3 separate regions of the Mus musculus genome follow, and all the other regions are linked to region 3. A link is a contact called in public promoter capture Hi-C data. All regions are on one chromosome and are shown on one strand. Each heading gives the region's core, a stretch centred on a gene start, on an enhancer-like site or on the middle of the called end of the contact. The rest is flanking DNA. Distances are from core to core; before and after follow the strand shown. Region 1 holds the start of Mllt10 (myeloid/lymphoid or mixed-lineage leukemia; translocated to, 10). Region 2 holds the start of Dnajc1 (DnaJ heat shock protein family (Hsp40) member C1). Region 3 holds the start of Otud1 (OTU domain containing 1).

Evidence for each region. Promoter capture Hi-C pulls out the DNA fragments that hold promoters and counts their contacts. Capture Hi-C pulls out chosen DNA fragments and counts their contacts.
Region 1: a promoter capture Hi-C map of pre-B cells shows a contact between it and region 3, with 13 times the contacts expected there. The contact joins the promoter of Mllt10 here to the promoter of Otud1 in region 3. A contact is called at or near these places in 4 of 39 promoter capture datasets (the C10 cell line, erythroid cells, liver and 1 more), 5 of 484 Hi-C or Micro-C datasets (CD4 T cells, the HL-1 cell line, cardiomyocytes and 2 more), 4 of 115 datasets of contacts at active chromatin or transcription factors (astrocytes, cardiomyocytes, large pre-B cells and 1 more) and 1 of 9 other capture datasets (liver).
Region 2: a contact with region 3 is called in a promoter capture Hi-C map of adipose tissue. The contact joins the promoter of Dnajc1 here to the promoter of Otud1 in region 3. A contact is called at or near these places in 5 of 39 promoter capture datasets (hematopoietic stem and progenitor cells, hippocampal neurons, liver and 2 more), 1 of 484 Hi-C or Micro-C datasets (pre-megakaryocyte-erythroid progenitors), 2 of 115 datasets of contacts at active chromatin or transcription factors (astrocytes and large pre-B cells) and 2 of 9 other capture datasets (adipose tissue and liver).

Annotation. Positions count from the first base shown.
Region 1 is chr2:18,063,093-18,066,019 of GRCm38.p6, forward strand. Mllt10 (myeloid/lymphoid or mixed-lineage leukemia; translocated to, 10) reads left to right here and starts at 1,493. Exons shown (of 23, transcript NM_001252560.1): 1 at 1,493-1,772; 2 at 1,943-2,102. The coding sequence starts at 1,943.
Region 2 is chr2:18,391,508-18,394,287 of GRCm38.p6, forward strand. It overlaps Dnajc1 (DnaJ heat shock protein family (Hsp40) member C1), which reads right to left and starts at 1,323. Exons shown (of 12, transcript NM_007869.3): 1 at 784-1,323. The coding sequence starts at 993.
Region 3 is chr2:19,656,326-19,659,164 of GRCm38.p6, forward strand. Otud1 (OTU domain containing 1) reads left to right here and starts at 1,406. Exons shown (of 1, transcript NM_027715.2): 1 at 1,406-2,839. The coding sequence starts at 1,737. It overlaps Gm3230 (predicted gene 3230), which reads right to left and starts at 1,572. Exons shown (of 1, transcript NR_033642.1): 1 at 1-1,572.

The sequences.
Region 1 (2,927 bases), core at 243-2,742, 1.6 Mb before region 3:
TGTAGTCACCATTTCTAAATGTATTAATATTAAAACAGAATCCTTAGTTTTGTGTCCCTTTGGACATATTGTCTTCCTATCACAAGCTTTGGTAAATCCCCCATTAGTTTGGATTTCACATAGCTTTTGAATATATCTGACCACAGATGCTTACATTGTGCTGTATCGATCACTATTCTTACAACTTTAGCAATTATTTTGAAATAGGAAAAGAACAGCCACATTACCCTTTTTGAACATTTTAAAACTTAATATATTTTCTGTGGAGTGCTTAGAACTTGGGGTGTTTTAGCATCATGTAAGTGTATTTTCCAGACCATATTATATTGTTAGTTTCTAATAAGCCCTTTGTACTTGTAATTAACCAAAAACCATGAAGTTGCCTTGGAACTGTTTGTCATTTAAATAGCCTATTCATAATTCCCATTTCATGCTAAAGTTTAATGAACGAACACTTTTTGCTTAAAATCAATATTGGGTGTACATGGAGAAAGGATTAGGGAAACATTTTTTTGGTAGCTTAAAAACTACTCAATATCTAGCTAATTAATCTGCTAACATTGGTCTAATCTAATCTATATTTTATTTGTGTATTGGGAGGAAGCTCTCATATTTCTCCAATTTAAATGACATCACATTTGAAAAGGTAAATTTGGAGAATCGAGCTAAGATTAGAGGAATCCTCAATCTAAACTGGGCACCACACTCTCAATGCTGTTAACCTTTGGTGACAGGCTAGAACGTGGGTTCCTTCCTCCTTTAGCTGCATTTTTCCAGATCAGACTATTACGTTGCTAACGCGACCAACCACTTGTATACCTACCAAGCTATAATGCAGTCTTGGGGCTCCCGCTCAGAATATAGCCCAAACACAGGCTTTTTGCCTGTCTGTGATGCACTTTCATTTGCCACGGGGGCCAAGAAGGTGCGTAAGTGGGCGGTAGATCTGGTAACACTTCCACTGGGTGAACTTTGGGAAGAATCCAGGACGTGAATTTAATGGGTGGCGAAGCTGCGACAGTACTGTGAAGTTAGCGCGGCCAACTGCAGGAAGCCATGCTTCATTACACCCTTCATGGAAGCTGGCACCCTCTCCCAACCATTGTTACCCGCGGGCCAGTTCTCGAGGCACAGGCCTTCAGGTAGGTTCCCGGCGCCACGAGACGCCCCCGGGGGCGCCTCTCAGCGACCCCGGCCCCCACCGCACCCCGCCCCGCCGCGGCCTCTTCCTCATGCGCGCCCGGGGCCCGCGAGGCGACGGCCGCCCAACGTCCCGGCCCTCGTGCGCCCCAGAGCCCTCCGGTAGACTCACTCCGGCCGCGCTGAGCAGCCGACTCCGCTCGTCCCCCACCTCCGCACACCTCGGCGCCGCCGAGCGGTGCGGGGGAGGGGAAAGCCTGGAGGTAGGCAGGGGCCAGGGGACGCGGCGGCGCGCACGCAGGCCTCGCCTCTCTGGGCCGCCTCCCTCACGCCGGCCGCAGGGCGGGCCGACGCGTACGCCGGGTGACGCTCGGAGGAGGAAGCGCAGCCCCTTCCCCTCCCTCGCCGCCCCGGGCCCAGCGGGAGCCCCCCAGTGCGCCTGTGCGGAGGCCTGCTTGATTATGTGTGCCCTCCTCGGGCGGCGGCGTTAGCGGCCGGGTGGAGGTGGGGAGGGAGGACGCCGCGGAGGAGGAGGAGGAGGAGGAGACGGTGGCGGGGAGGTGGGGGGAGTCAGCAAGGACATGGCTCCTGACTCCTGTGCGGAACGTGAGTGACTGAGCGGCAAAGCCCGAGTGAGCGAGCGGCCGAGCGGGCGGGAGGGAGGGCGGGCGGGCTGGCGGAGACCGGGCCGGGGTCGGTCGGTCGATCGGGCTGGCGGGAGGGCGGGCGCGAAGGGCTGCGTGTGGGGAGCTCTCGGTGGCTTGCTTGTGTTTGTTAATGGTCCCCCCCAACTCCCTCTTAGATGGTCTCTAGCGACCGGCCCGTGTCACTGGAGGACGAGGTCTCCCATAGTATGAAGGAAATGATTGGAGGCTGTTGCGTTTGCTCAGACGAGAGAGGCTGGGCCGAGAACCCGCTGGTTTATTGCGACGGGCACGGCTGCAGCGTCGCGGTGCATCAAGGTAAACACCCAACCGCCCGCCGGGCCGAACCGGCCCGCTCCCAACCGTCACGGCTCCCCTCCCCCGCCCGGCGGCAACTGCCACCGCCGCCCCTCCCCCGGCCCGCCCGCCGCCGCCGCCGCTCCGCCCCCGCCGCCGCCTCGCCCCGCCCCCCGCCCCGCCCGGCGCGCAGCCCGCGGGAGCCCGGCGTGGTCGCCGCGGGCTCGGGCTGTGCCCCGGCCTGTGGGAGAAAGTGCGTGTGGCCCGGGCTATCACGTGACTCCGCGCTCACTCAAGTGTCATTAGGTGGCCGCCGGCGTCGGGCCGCGTCCTGCGCAGGGTAGGGTGGGAGCGCGAGACCCGCGCTGGAGTCACGGTGACGGCGCGTGGTGGCTTTGGGAACCGGAGGCCTCCTCCCCCTCCCCTGCCTGCTCCCGGTCTGCCGCAGCGTTGTCAGGAGACTTCCTGTGGCCTGGGACAACCTGCCTCTGAGTAGAGGGAGAGAGAGAGAAGGTGGGCCCTGCCCGCTGCACCCAGAGCTCTCTGGCATGGACCCTGCTGTTGGGGGCCACTGGGTGCTTCTGCGAAGACACTGGAAGGTGTCCCTGAGGGAGTGTCTGGGCTGAGCCGACCTGGTCATGGACCCCAAGAAGTAGTGCTGGTGGTGCCCCAAGAGCCTTTGGAGGTTGAGTCTATTTTTAGATGTTCTCATGGGGTGAATGTTTTGGGTACCCCCTTAATCGCCCCTTCCCTCCCACTCCCCCACGGGGAACTCTTTAGCATGTTTTTCTGCTTATTGAAGACTGTCCCTTTCAAGTCGTTAGGGGATTGGGGGTTCAGGACGAA
Region 2 (2,780 bases), core at 73-2,572, 1.3 Mb before region 3:
CTTACATCTTGTGTGAAGGACTCAATCATAGCTTGTGGAAGTCTCTCTCATTCCATGATCATGAAGTTATTATTAGTTATTAACATGTCTTCTTTTTTCTGTTCATTGTTTGAGGTAGTCTGAATAAATACCCTCACTCAATCACTTTCAAGTAGAAATAAAAGGGAACAAGAGATTTTACAAGTTAAAGACCCAAGTTAAAACCTGAAATGAAATCAATGGAGAGGCAAGGACGTATACACAAGACTATCCTGACCTCCTCTTTCAACAGCACTCCAAACACCTCAAACCCTGAAAGTGTCACAACTTCTCTAATGAGTTCTAGGACCAAGCGGGAGGAGGCTTCAAATTTTTCCAGATTTCTAACTGCTACACAAACACTAATAGCAGGCTTTAACGATTACAAAATACAGTGCAAGAAAACTGCTAACAGACGCTGGGCAAAATGTATTTCAGTCTTCCCAGAAAGGACGAGGGAGAGGGAGGCAGTTGGAGTAAACATATGTTTAAGTGGGAAGATGACAATTTGGGGTGATACATGGTTACTGTGTCACACTTGAGTGTTAAAAATCGGTCTGCCTACATCTCTCTTCCTTCTTCCTTCAGCACAGCTCGCGGGGTGGGGGAAGGATGGTCTCCAGAAAGCCAAAGAAAAGGTAGTTGCACCGTCCAGCCTAACACTCAGATCAGAAGTTCCGAAGTTGGGCCGACAGTGAGGAACTGGGAAGAGATGGCGGTCAAGTGGACCGGGCTGGGTGAGGAGGTCCGGCCCGCCGCGCTTACCTGCTGCACCCCGAGGAACTCGTAGAAGTTCAACTGCACCTCTTCCACCAAGTCGAACAACTCCAGGTCTCCGCTCTCCCAGGCGCGCACTGGCCGCACGGCTGCCAGCAGGAACAGCAGCAGCAGCCACAGCGGCCGCACCGAGGATGACTCCAACCCGGAGCGCCGGCGCTGGGGAAGTCGCGCGGATCCGAAGCCGGGAACCCACATCGCGCTGGGCTCAAAGAGGTCGGTCGGCAGGCAGCCACGCCGTGCGCCGGCAGAGAGCGGAGACGTGGCGGGTGGCGCGGGCGGTGCGGACGGCGCCTGTCAGTCAGGAGCGCGGGCAGCCGCCCGGAAGCGACCAACCAGGCTGCCGGCTCGAGGGAAGCACTAACTGCCGCGGAGCCGGCGGCTGGGGAGCGGAGACCGGCCGCAGCCCGCTCTCCCTCTCTAGACCCTCGCCCCGGCCTAGGAACAGCTGGAGAGCCAGCGCTGGCACCCAAGCGGCCGTGTGGGAGAGGTTTCCCCAGGCCTCAGCCTATCCCAGGCCTCGCTTCCGGTGACATCACGTCTCCTAGCAACTGTGGGGCGGGGGCGGGGCCGGAAGTAGGAACGCCAGGCGCTCTGGATTCTGGCCTCAGAGAACAGCTTTCCGTGGCTGGCTTGTAGAGCAGCTGCACGTGTGTCAGCGCTGGCTAAAAGAGGTGAATAATCAACAATCGCGGACCTCCTGGGCCAAGAACGCCTATCTGTAGGTTTTCTTCCCCATGCCTTCTACCTTGCCTTCCTAAGTATTGATATTAAAAGCATATTGGAGGGTCGATGTATTTTATTGCTTAGGGGCTTCTGTTCATGTGCATTTTGTTATTTGATCAGTAAAGGTAGGATGAATTGAACAATGCCTAAAACACACAGATCCACCCCATTGTGGTTTTGGAAGGTGGGGGCACAAAAAGGAATTTAACCAAGAAAAAAATTATACTTCTAAATATGAATTAAGATTTGCGGATATAGTCCATGCAAATAAGCAGCCTCTAATTTCCAGGAGATCTGAAGCCCCCTTCTGGCCTTTGTAGGATCCTGCACACACCTAATACACATAAATTCAAGAAAGCAAACACACATACATATAAATAAAATTTAAAATATTCTTTTAAGTCTGAAGTTTATTTCCTTAAAGTAAAACTAATCTTGGACCTAGTATTGACTTTTGATTAAGACCACTTCTTCCTCTTGCAGAGGACCTGAGTTCTGTTCCCGGTACCCATATTGGAGTGGTTCACAACTGCCTGTAATTCTAGCTGCAGTGATCCAGTACTCACCTCAAGCTTCCACAGGCACCTGTGCATGTGCACATACACATAGGCAGGCACATACATGTACATACAAGACCCATCATCTTTACCAAGTCCCTACATTAAAGCAAATGTTTGTTTATTCAATGAGTGAAACTGTCAGAAAATATGGCAACAACAAATTTTGTTTACCCAATGTCCATCCTTTCCATATTTGATCATATTATTGAATACTGTGTTATTTGAAAGTGGTGTGATCTTGCCACAACTGCAAACGTGTTAGTATGAGCTCTTAGCAGACAGTCCTGTATTTCTGTCTTGAACTCTGTGTTGTCCAAGAACTCTAAGGACTTACTCCATTTTCAGGGGACTTATCACTTTCTAAGGCCAGGCTGATACAGAAGTCGAGTTGCCTCTACTTTATTCTCTGAGACAATTTTCTTACTACAATTCAAATTTGTCATTTCCACATTAACTGTTGTGCTGCAGGAGGTAACACAATTGAATAAATCCTTTGTCAATGTCTGGGCTAAGGGCAGTTATCAGCTGTTTTCTTCCCTGGTGGCATTTACTGATCCTAGGTATGGAGTGATTCGCTTTGGTCTGCTCAGAGGGACTTTACACAGATAAAAAGAAAGCAACGAAATCTTTACTTTGAATTGTATGATGGACTAAGGTACAAAGAAGCCCCAAACATACAGTCAGCCGTCCCACAAGACG
Region 3 (2,839 bases), core at 156-2,655:
ATCTCTCCTGAAAGGTCATTTCCAGAAGATAAGTTTCTTCTCTGGATGTCCCCAGGGATTCAGCCGGTTTTTTTTTTTTTTTCCCTCCCAGCAGGAGATAGATCCCTAGGAGGAATTCTAATGTGTGTGCAGGCATATGTGCCTATCAGTGTACGGAGGCGGGGTGGGGGTGGGGGGAGAGGTGTCCATTTTTTTTTTTCCCAATGGGGTAAATAACAGGGTTAGTATATCTGTTTAGTATACACCCATTCCAGTCTTGATAGGCGGGTTACACCAACCCTTCCCTGAGCAACCGCTGGCCAAACTCCATTGCTGAACCTGCTGGCCTGCCTTTTCCAGTCCTAACTTAAAAGGGCATGGCTTTTTTTTCTTTTTTTCTTTTTTTCTTTTTTTTCCCCCCCTTCCCTTCTCTGGCCACCTGCCAAGATTAGCAGATTGCCTACCCTCTCAAACTCTAGTAAAATTGCCCCCCCCCCGAGCTTCCTTTTGAACATTTTAAATTTATTTGATTAAGGAGACTAAGAACCCCCAACGAGAGACCCTAGTAACAAGCATAAATTATGTTCCAAGCAGAATGGTGGCGCGCAGGTAGTACAACCTGCAGGCTGTTTTTCCATACCAAGAAGTAGTCTCCAATTCAATCTGTATATCTGGAAACTAAATTTAAAATTGGATTGAAACTCAGAATAAGGCAAAAGCTACTGTTACTGCAAGTAGGTACCAATTTGATAACACTCTGGCTTTCCGTTGCAGAGGAAGCACAGTTCAGTCTGTTATTTCATTTTGCTGTGCTGTTCCAGAAAACAGGTTGTGTGCCTCTTGCCTCAAAGTTTAACAGTCGCGATCTACTTTCAAAAGGCTTTAAGGCGGCATGTTATTTGGTATTCCAAGGAAGGCTGTTGAAAAGCCTTCCTTTCGCCCTTGCATTTCCTAGGTGACTTAAGTTAGCAGTGCAGGAACGTCTATTTTTGCTTAGCGGGGCAGCAAGACCGTGTAGACCAGACCCAAACACGTTAACTGGAGGAAACGACTCAAGAAGTTGAATGCCATTGGCCCTGAAGGTAGAGCTCAGTCCCTAGTCCGGAAGTGTTTTAGAAAAACGTTATTCCAACCTATTTGTTTGCCCCAGCAACGCTGGTCCCGCCACAGCGTCACACAGCAGGACAGCCGCATAGCCCACAGATCTGCTTCCCAGGTACCAGGCAGCCAGCAACCGTAGTCAGGTTGGGAGCGCACTCAATGCGCATGTCCGTAGTCCAGCCCCCGCCTCGCCCTCCCCGGCCACGCCCATGAGGTCTCCGCTGGAGGGCGGGGCCGCCCCGCTTGAATGGGGCGCGCATTCCTGTGGGACCACGTGACGCGGCCGCGCGGCCTGAGGTAAACAAGCGCGGCCCCGCCTCCTACCATCCGCGCGCTGCACTCCTGCTTGCGGGCGGGCGGCGCTCGTCTGAGCGGGCAGCTCCTCCAACCGTCCCCAGCGGCCGGCGCGGGGCACAGCTGCGCCAGCGTCCTACGCCCGAGTCCCCGGCCGAGCGCGCGCCCTCCGGTGCCCTCGGACCGCCCGCGCGCTGTGGCGCAGCACGAATTGGGTCGCGGCCCGGGCGCTATTCGCGGCTCCTGACGCGGCGGCCCGCGGCGCTGAGCTCAGCGCTATTCTCGGGCTCCGGGGCACTGCGCCCGAGGGTGTGTCTCCAAGCCGGGCTCGCAGCTATAAGGGGCCGCGGGCGGCCGCGGCCATGCAGCTCTACAGCAGCGTGTGCACCCATTACCCTGCGGGCACGCCGGGGCCCACGGCCGCCGCCCCGCCTGCCACCGCCGCCGCCGCCTTCAAGGTCTCCTTGCAGTCAGCCAGCCCCGCCGCCGCGGCCCCGGAGCCGGATACCGGAGAGCGCCCACCCGCCGCGGCCACCGAACCACGCGAAGCCGCCGCCGCCGCTGCCATGCCCGCCTTCTCTGCCTGCTTCGAGCGGTCCGGGTCCGCCGCCGCCCCGCCGGGCGCGTGCAGCAAGCCGCCGCTGCCGCCGCACTTCACGTCCACGGCGCACATCGCCGTGCGGGCCCTGGGCGCCGAGCGCCTCCTGCTGCCGCCACCCTCAGCCCCCTCGCCGCCGCGTCGCGGTTCCTCTGCCTGGCTGCTGGAAGAGCTGCTCCGGCCCGACGAGCCCGCGGCCCCGAACGCCGTCCGCGACGCTCCGGACAGGAACTTCCGACTGAGCGAGCACCGCCAGGCCCTGGCAGCCTCCCAGCACCGGGCCCCTGCACCGGCCCCCGTCGGCCCGGAGCCCGGCGCCGGCCCGGGCTCCGGCCCGTGGGGTGAAGAGCGCCGGGCGGAGCGCAGTTCCCGGGGTTGGGACCGGGCGAGCGGTCGCAGCGACGCCTCCGGGTCTGACGCGCTCCGACGGCAAGATCCCGAAGCCGAGGCTCACCCGGTTCCGGCACCCGCTCGGAGCAGCGGCGAGCCGGCCCAGAACGGCGAAGGCGAAGCCGTAGGCACGTCCCGGGCGGATCCCAGGGACGAGAAGCTAGCCCTGTACCTGGCCGAGGTGGAGAGGCAGGACAAGTACCTGAGGCAGAGAAACAAGTACCGATTCCACATCATCCCCGACGGCAACTGCCTCTACCGAGCTGTCAGCAAGACTGTGTACGGGGACCAGAGCCTGCACCGGGAGCTGAGGGAGCAGACCGTGCACTACATCGCGGACCACCTGGACCACTTCAGCCCACTCATTGAGGGCGACGTGGGGGAGTTTATTATCGCTGCTGCCCAAGATGGGGCGTGGGCCGGATATCCCGAATTGCTGGCCATGGGGCAGATGCTGAATGTGAATATACACTTAAC